2 separate regions of the Mus musculus genome follow, and region 1 is linked to region 2. A link is a contact called in public HiChIP or PLAC-seq data. All regions are on one chromosome and are shown on one strand. The core of a region is the stretch at or near the end of the contact, and the rest is flanking DNA. Distances in the headings are between cores, read along the strand shown.

Evidence for each region. HiChIP or PLAC-seq counts read pairs in DNA pulled down with a chosen protein or histone mark.
Region 1: a contact with region 2 is called in an HNF4G HiChIP or PLAC-seq map of pancreatic cancer cells. The contact joins the enhancer-like site here to the promoter of Rictor in region 2. A contact is called at or near these places in 3 of 39 promoter capture datasets (the 3T3-L1 cell line and liver) and 3 of 115 datasets of contacts at active chromatin or transcription factors (embryonic stem cells, pancreatic cancer cells and stem cell-derived neural progenitor cells).

The regions. Positions count from the first base shown.
Region 1 is chr15:7,295,908-7,299,599 of GRCm38.p6, forward strand. All of the region lies in intron 5 of Egflam (EGF-like, fibronectin type III and laminin G domains), which reads right to left. Among named protein-coding and RNA genes, the nearest start is that of Egflam, 100 kb to the right of the region's middle. Within about 2 kb of position 2,249, at least 3 of the 459 cell types and tissues checked have an H3K27ac peak or open chromatin away from gene starts, as enhancers often do. A contact at or near this core is called in pancreatic cancer cells, where this site is marked.
Region 2 is chr15:6,706,203-6,709,898 of GRCm38.p6, forward strand. Rictor (RPTOR independent companion of MTOR, complex 2) reads left to right here and starts at 2,179. Exons shown (of 38, transcript NM_030168.3): 1 at 2,179-2,249; 2 at 2,431-2,478. The coding sequence starts at 2,201.

The sequences.
Region 1 (3,692 bases), core at 999-3,498, 590 kb after region 2:
CTCTCTCTCTCTTTCTCTTTCTCTCTGTCTCTCTCTCTGTCTCTCTCTGTGTCTCTCTCTCTGTGTCTCTCTGTCTCTCTCTCTCTTTTCAAGGATTTTTCGAGGCTAGAATCATACCAACACAACATAAAACTGGACTATAAGACCTTGAAAGACTTGTAAGAAACTGAGAAAGAAAAGAGAATTAACTCTTTGGTGTTCTGCCTCTAAATACATATATTGAAAATATTTAATGATTGCTGTTTAATTAGCCAGCCTGGAATACCCATGTGTCTCAGAAAAGTTCAAATGGGTAAAAAGGAGTGTGAGTGTGTGTGTGTGTGTGTGTGTGTGTGTGTGTGTGTGTGTGTGTGTGTGTCAGGGGTAGGGTTCCAAGAACAATATAAGTGGTTAAGACGAAGAAAAGGTACATGGCAGTGGAAAGAATTCTCAGATAAAGAAGGTATGGCCAAGTTAAAAACATCAACAAAGATTTCAGTAGTTTGAACTCAAAAGGAAAAAAAGGAGTCCTATTTTTAAAATCCAAAGAATTTTAGGGGATACAGATATTTGTCTGGGACATGGATTCTCTGTACCATTGGTTTTATGTCAACTTGACACAAGCTCATCAGGGACTCAAGTGAGGAGGAAAATGCCTCCATAAGTTCAGGCTGTAGGCAAGCCAGTAGGGCATTTTCTAAATTAGTGGTTGATCAGGGAGTTCTAGTCCTTTGTGGGTAATGCTACCCTTGGTCTGGTGGTTCTCAGTTCTATAAGAAAGCAGGCTGAGCATGCCATGAGGAGCAAGGCAGTAAGCAGCACTCTTCCATGGCCCTCCATCTCCTTCTGCCTTCAGGTTCCTGCCCTGCTTGAGTTCCTGTCCTGACTGCCTTTGATGATGAGCTGTTATACAGAACTATGAGTGAAATAAACCCTCTCCTTCCCAATTTGCTTTAGTAATGGAGTTTCATCACAGCAATAGTAAGATTAACTAAGACACTCTTCATAAGGTGTGTGACAGAATCAAAATTCAAAATGACTTCAGTGCAAGGGCAAAGCCAACTTAAGGGAAATGTAATCATACATCTAGGAAAAAAATCTCATGTTAAGTTTTAAGAAAGTCAATCCAATAAACGAAAGGGGCAAAACCCTGAGTGAAAGAACCTACAGCAGAAAAGGCACTAAAATGGACTTTCAGTGTACTCACATGCCCACTGTGAACTCGGAGGCCATCTGCTGTAGAAAAGGCCCACTGCTCAGAACACAGCAGAGAGTGGTTTTCTATGTTGATCAGTCAGCACAGTGGGTCTCTACCTTCCTAACGCTGGGGCCTTTTGGAGTTCTTCATGTTGTGGTCACCCCCAACCATAAAGTCATTTTTGTTGCTAACTCATAACTGTAATTTTGCTGTTATGAATCGTAATGGGAATATCTGATACATGGTATATCTGATATTTGATCCTTTTGAAAAGGTCTTTTGACCCTCCAAACAGGGTCGGGACCCACAGGTTGAGAACCACTGACCCAGCCAGTCCTTGACCATTAGAGGCTGAGTTCAAAGGGTAGGCATTGCTTGGCTTGAATGCACAAGATATAGGGGCAATGTCTTTAGGAAAGAGACAAGACTGCATCCTGTGATGAGGGTGTAAACACTTTTGAGTATTACACATGGGAGTAAGATAGTCAATGGCTTCTTAAAGAGACATTAGAAGGGAAACCTGGTGTCAGTTGGAGTGCTTAGGAATAAAGGTGTATGTATGCCTTGGGACGGATGGCCCCTGCAGCAATGGCTGCATAGAAACAGAGGAAGGTGGCCATCAATTGTGGAAGGTTAAGTAAAAAGCAACTTCTAGAACAGGGTAGGGAGCCTCTGACCTCAAACCGCATTGATTCAGAGGATTTTTTTTCTATGAGTCACAGAAAGATAAGCACTGGGCACTGTAATACACACACACACACACACACACACACACACACACACACACACACATACACCCCGAAACAAGTTTCACAACCCCTGCTTATGCCCTTTTGGATACCGTCTCATATTTTTCTTTGTTATTCTACTGTATTTTTCTTTTGAAAAAATGGTAGGTCAGGACCTCCTCAATGGGTCCAAATACCTTCCAATCTGTCATCTTTCATAATCTGAGAACTGGCGTCCTTGAAGCTGAGATAGAGGTGAAGCTTAAACATCCTACAGACACTAACTAGGAAACTGGGCTCAAGGTACTGACATCACACTAGGGAAATACTTTTGAGAGTAGATTTGGGTGGAGCAGGAAGCCACCCTCCAGGAGATGTGGTGATGTGGTAACACATACAGAATGGCCTGGAGAGTGGAGGTTGCCCTGTTGGCCTAAGGTAAAGTAGACCAAATACATAGTGCCATCAGATACTTGTGGTCCCTTTCAAACCATGGTGGTTCCTCCGATTTAACATTTAATGCTTGCTGAGGGACACTGAATTCGCTGCTGGCTTAAGAGCATCTCCCACTTCCCACTTCATGAGCACCAGCTCAGGTGCCAGTGTCATGGGCTTCTCTAAAAATCTCCTGGTGCCTTGAACCCAATGCAGCCGGTACACTGATGATCACCTTTGGATGTGGTTTCTTTCATTTTTCTGTTTCTCTAGACTGAAAGCTCAACGATCATTGGGACTTTATCCTGTTCCTCTCTGCATTCCTTGAGAAGTCTCCATGGTCTTTCAAAAGTGCTAATACCGAAATTGCTCTCCTCCTTAAAACTTTTCTGCAGTTTCCTTTTCCCTTCAGGATAAAAAGTGAACTCTTTCTTAATGCCTTCCTTGGTCTGACTCCCGCTTACTCCTCTCCCCACACATCGCTCCAGGCTTTCTTAGCAATTCCAGGAACAGTTTCTTCTTGCCTCTAAGCCATTGCTTAAGTGGCTTCCTCTAGTCTAACCCTTTCACATTGCTCCCTCCCTGCTTCTGCAGCATCCCTGATGTGTCTTTCCTCGCTACCTTAAGAAGCCTGCTCAGACGCCTTCAGAACTGGGTCACCCACAAATATGTGCAACTTTGATCTGTCAATTACAACTTTTGAGATTAAAAATAAGTTTGGATGCCAAGAAAGCATTCCCCAGAGGCCATGTCCTCAGCCCTGCTGTGCCATTCAGCCTTCCAGACTCTACATCCCTCATGACATAGCTTATTTGTCTCTAAATATCTTACCCATGATGGGAACACATTAATTTATAATACAGGCTAGTATAAGTAGATGGCAATAGTAGACTTCCCTAGGGTGTTTGAGTAAATTAAAATATATTAGGAACAACAGGATATTCTAAGCCAATGGTCAAGAAAACCCAGCTGTCACCCTTTATGGGAACAACACTCACTGAAGTCTTAAAGTTCACAGCTGCCTTCCTAGAACAATGGTAGAACAGAGTGTCTGAGAGAGACCTTGGATTGCTGACAGAGCCAATATGATTTCTAGCCTTTCAAGAAAAGGCCTGCCAATTCCTGACCTAAAGTGTGGTCTTTAACCTTCTTATGCCACGGTGACTGTCTGACAAAGCCTGTGTACCCCCTTCTTAGAATGGTTTTAAGTGCATAAATTTAGACGTATGGTCACAAACACTATGTTGACAGAAATAACCTAAGTAGTAAGTATGGTATTTTCACATGTACCTCGTTATTAAAATGTTAACTGAGAGAACCCAGTGATGAAAATCAGTCACTGTGATAATTTC
Region 2 (3,696 bases), core at 929-3,428:
GAAGAGATGGAATAAATAAATAGTGGTCTTCAAATAAGGACACACAGTTATGAAGATGAAAGACTCGCAAGTTCCTCTACTAACTTAAAGTCAGTCAATTGTACTCACTTTAAAGAAAGCCTGGAACTTAAAGGAACTTACATCAGGCTAGGAAATGACTTAAAACAGGCGAGGATGGACATTAGCACCAGAAGGACCATTTGACAATCTGCTAGCATTTTATGGACAGATTTCTACTAATTTATTTTGTTTTTAGTGATTGTGATGTGTGGAGGGATGAAAGATAAACTTTTTCATGTTCTGGCCAGACCTCCAGCTTTGTGGTCTTCATCTAAGGCAGGAAATAGAATAAATAACTTCCATAGAGACTTGGAAGCTATATAAAAAGGAAGCAATTTTGTTGTTTATCAAGGCTTGTGCTGATAGTGTCAGGGAATATTTCTTTAAAGCACTGTAATTGTGTTAGATCCTTAAAGCTAAGTGCAACAGGGCAGCAGATGCCAGAATGCAGACTTCATCCTGAGATATGGGGTAGTACCCCAAGAGAGCAGCAATTCAAGTTTATTTTCCTGGTGTTTCTTTATTTTTCTTTTAAAAACTTTTGTTGCTTCTACAACTGTCATAGATCGACTATTGGTTAAAAGTCCAACCACAACTATTGGTTGTAGGTGACCAAGCAAGAAGAAAATATGCAGGCATGATCCCACAATTGAAAGGGGAATAGTAGTTTACATTCAGATACACATCTTGGATTTTTTTCCTTATATAATGCTTGTAAAAGTATTTTATAATGAACCATTTGAATTTTATATGTATTTCAAGCATTTATGAGTAAAGGAAATCTGTAATTGCTTACTTAATACCACTCTGTTAATATACTGGATCAACAAAGTCATTTTAAATTACATTTGCATAATTTCTACCTTTGGGCTTTCAAGTCTACAATTGCTCACTATTATTAACACGGAGAGTCTTTCTAATATTTTTTTATTTTTCTTTTTGATTTTAGAGAGGTTTTGGTTTGCTTTTTTTTTTTTTTTTTTAGTGAGAACATTATTATTATTTAGAACATTATTAGAACAAAAGGAGCTGAAGGTTTACACTAACAGATACTCGTTTTTGACGTCTGTACTAAAAACTAAGTGGTTAAGGCAAGATCTCCACTTTGGACTTTTAAGTCTGGAAGAGAGAGGTGAGGAATAGGAGGAGACAAAATATCCTCTCATTAAAGTAATCTAGCTTAAGAGAGTTGCTGGGTTAAGGGCCAAATGAGTGCGTACTAACCCGCTTCTAGAAACCCGTAAACTAATCCTTGTGACTAGTCCGCATTAAAAACATCGATCCTCGACATCGGCATCAGCCAGTGATGTAGGAGTAACAGAAAGCCAGGACGAGGCGCCCAGCCTCCTCCCCGGGCTCCGGGAGAGGAAACCCTGTCCCGGGCCTCCAGGCGCTGGCGCGCGCCGGGGAAAGAGTCCCGCGCTCGGGCGAGCGCCCTGCACGCCCGCTTTCTGCACTCCTTGCACGTCGGATGCCCGGCGGACCGAAAGCAAACCTCCGCCCTGCCGCCCAGCTCTCGGCGGCGGCGGCGAGCGGCTTTGCCTGTGATCAAGCGCGAAGCCGCTTAGCTCAATGGTCAGAGCGTGGGTGGAAAACAAACTTTGTTACGTGTTCACTCGGGGCGCCGCGGTTCTGGGAAAAGGATCAAAGCGACATTCCTAACTGTGCGCCGCGCGCCTTTTTCCCGGACCCCACCCTCTCTTTTAATAATAATAATAAAAATAATGGTAACAATTTTAGCCGATGAGTAAGGAAACGGGCTTTAAAGCCACGCGGGGAGTGCGGCGGGGCGGGCCAGCAGGTGGCCCGCCCGCATCCCGACCTCCGCCGCGCGCGCGCCCAGAGTCCCGGGCCACATCAATGGGCGCCCCCCCCCCCCGTGGGAACTGCGCCTCCCACCACGCCTGCGCCCCGACGCCCTGCCCGTGTCCCCCCGCCGGGGGTCGCATCCCACCGCCCAATGCGGGTCGGCACAGGCGGCGGCGCGTTGCTCGGCGCCCGCGGGCGAGCCTCCGTGCCGAGGGGCGGGGGCGCTGCCGCGGGAGGGGGGCGGAGGGGGCGGGAACGGCGCGCGGGGAGGGGAAGGGGGTTCTCGCGCGATCGGGCGAGGTTTCCGGTGTTGTGACTGAAACCCGTCAATATGGCGGCGATCGGCCGCGGCCGCTCTCTGAAGAACCTCCGAATACGAGGTAAGCCCGCTCGCCGCCCTCGCTCGCCTCACCCGGTGCGGGTCACGGGTCGCGGCGCTCGGCTTTGCTCCGGGCCTGGGGATGGGGTGGGGTGAGGTTGGACGGGGAAGACGAGCGGGGCGTCGGGCGCCGCCGGCCTGCGATGGATTCTAACTGGGGTTGTGTGTCTTGTCTCGCACAGGGCGGAATGACAGCGGCGAGGAGAACGTCCCGCTCGATCTGACCCGAGGTAACGCGGGCCGCCGCGGCCGCCGGGGAGGCGCGGGCAGCCGGGCGGGCGGGCTGGCAGGCGAGCCGCGCGGGGCAGCGAGGGGCCGAGCCCGCGCCCATCCCCCTGCCCCGCGCCCGGGTGGCCCGGGTTGCCCGGGGGGCTGAGCCCGCTCCGGGGCCTCGGGCGGCTGCGGAGCTCCCCGGCCGGCTCGGTCGCGTGTGTGTCCCCCCTCCGTCCGCTCCCGGGTCCCCCCACCTCCGGATCCCGGGGGCGGCCTTGGACGGGGTGGGTGGGGGAGCAAGGTAGAGGTTGTTATTTAGGTTGCTGGAGGATGTTTGTGGGAAGAGCGACCACATCCTGCCCTCCCCGTTCCCCCCAAGAGCAGATGCTGGACCCTGCCGGCTTCTTGCTCACTGCGGGACTGCTCTTCCCTGCCCGTGGGATCCTCTTGGGTGGGGTGGGGGGGGTCCCCGCAGCTTTTTGAGAACCCGGAGAGCCCGTGATGACTGCTAAGTGTCTGGTTCACGCCGCAGCTCCCTGCTGCTCGCTTCCCGTCTCCCGGGCCCGCTGGGGCTGTAGTTGGCTGGAGACCGCCCGCCCCCTCACTCGGCCGCCGCTTCATTGTGTACCTTGTGGCTGCAGTGGAGGAGAGCTGGGTTTGTTTACACCTTTCCCAGCAGGGCGAGCCCCGCGTGTGTTTTGTTTTTAAGAACCGCACCCGGCGAACGATCGGTATTTTCTTGCTTCGGTCACCGGCCCCCGGGCTGGTGTTTCATCTCCCAGTATCTCGCCGAAGCATCAGTCCGTTCTCTGCCTCCTTAAACAGGAGTTGGGTCTACAGATTCCGGACGGTCCGACTCCACAGCGCTGGAGTGGAGTGTAACTTAACTAGTTCTGCTGTTACGGAATCACTTTTTGAGATCCGTGAAACACCTTAGGACGTTAAAACAAGACAAGAACAGTCGTAAACATTGTATATACGACATGAATTTGGTTCCCCCACCCACCCTGTATGTAGTGACCGTCGTATAAAGTTATTTGGTGGATGTGGGATTTGGGGGACCCATCTCTGTATTGACTGCGTAATTCAGTTCTGTTTCGGTTTTTGTATTGTAAGAATCCTTCTGTGTAGACTGAAAGACTAGTTTTGATTTAGTTTCATGAACACGTGTTTGTTGTTTAGCATTTGGTTCTGATAGTTTAGGAAGCTGTTTTGAGTAAAGGAGCCCTTTCAAA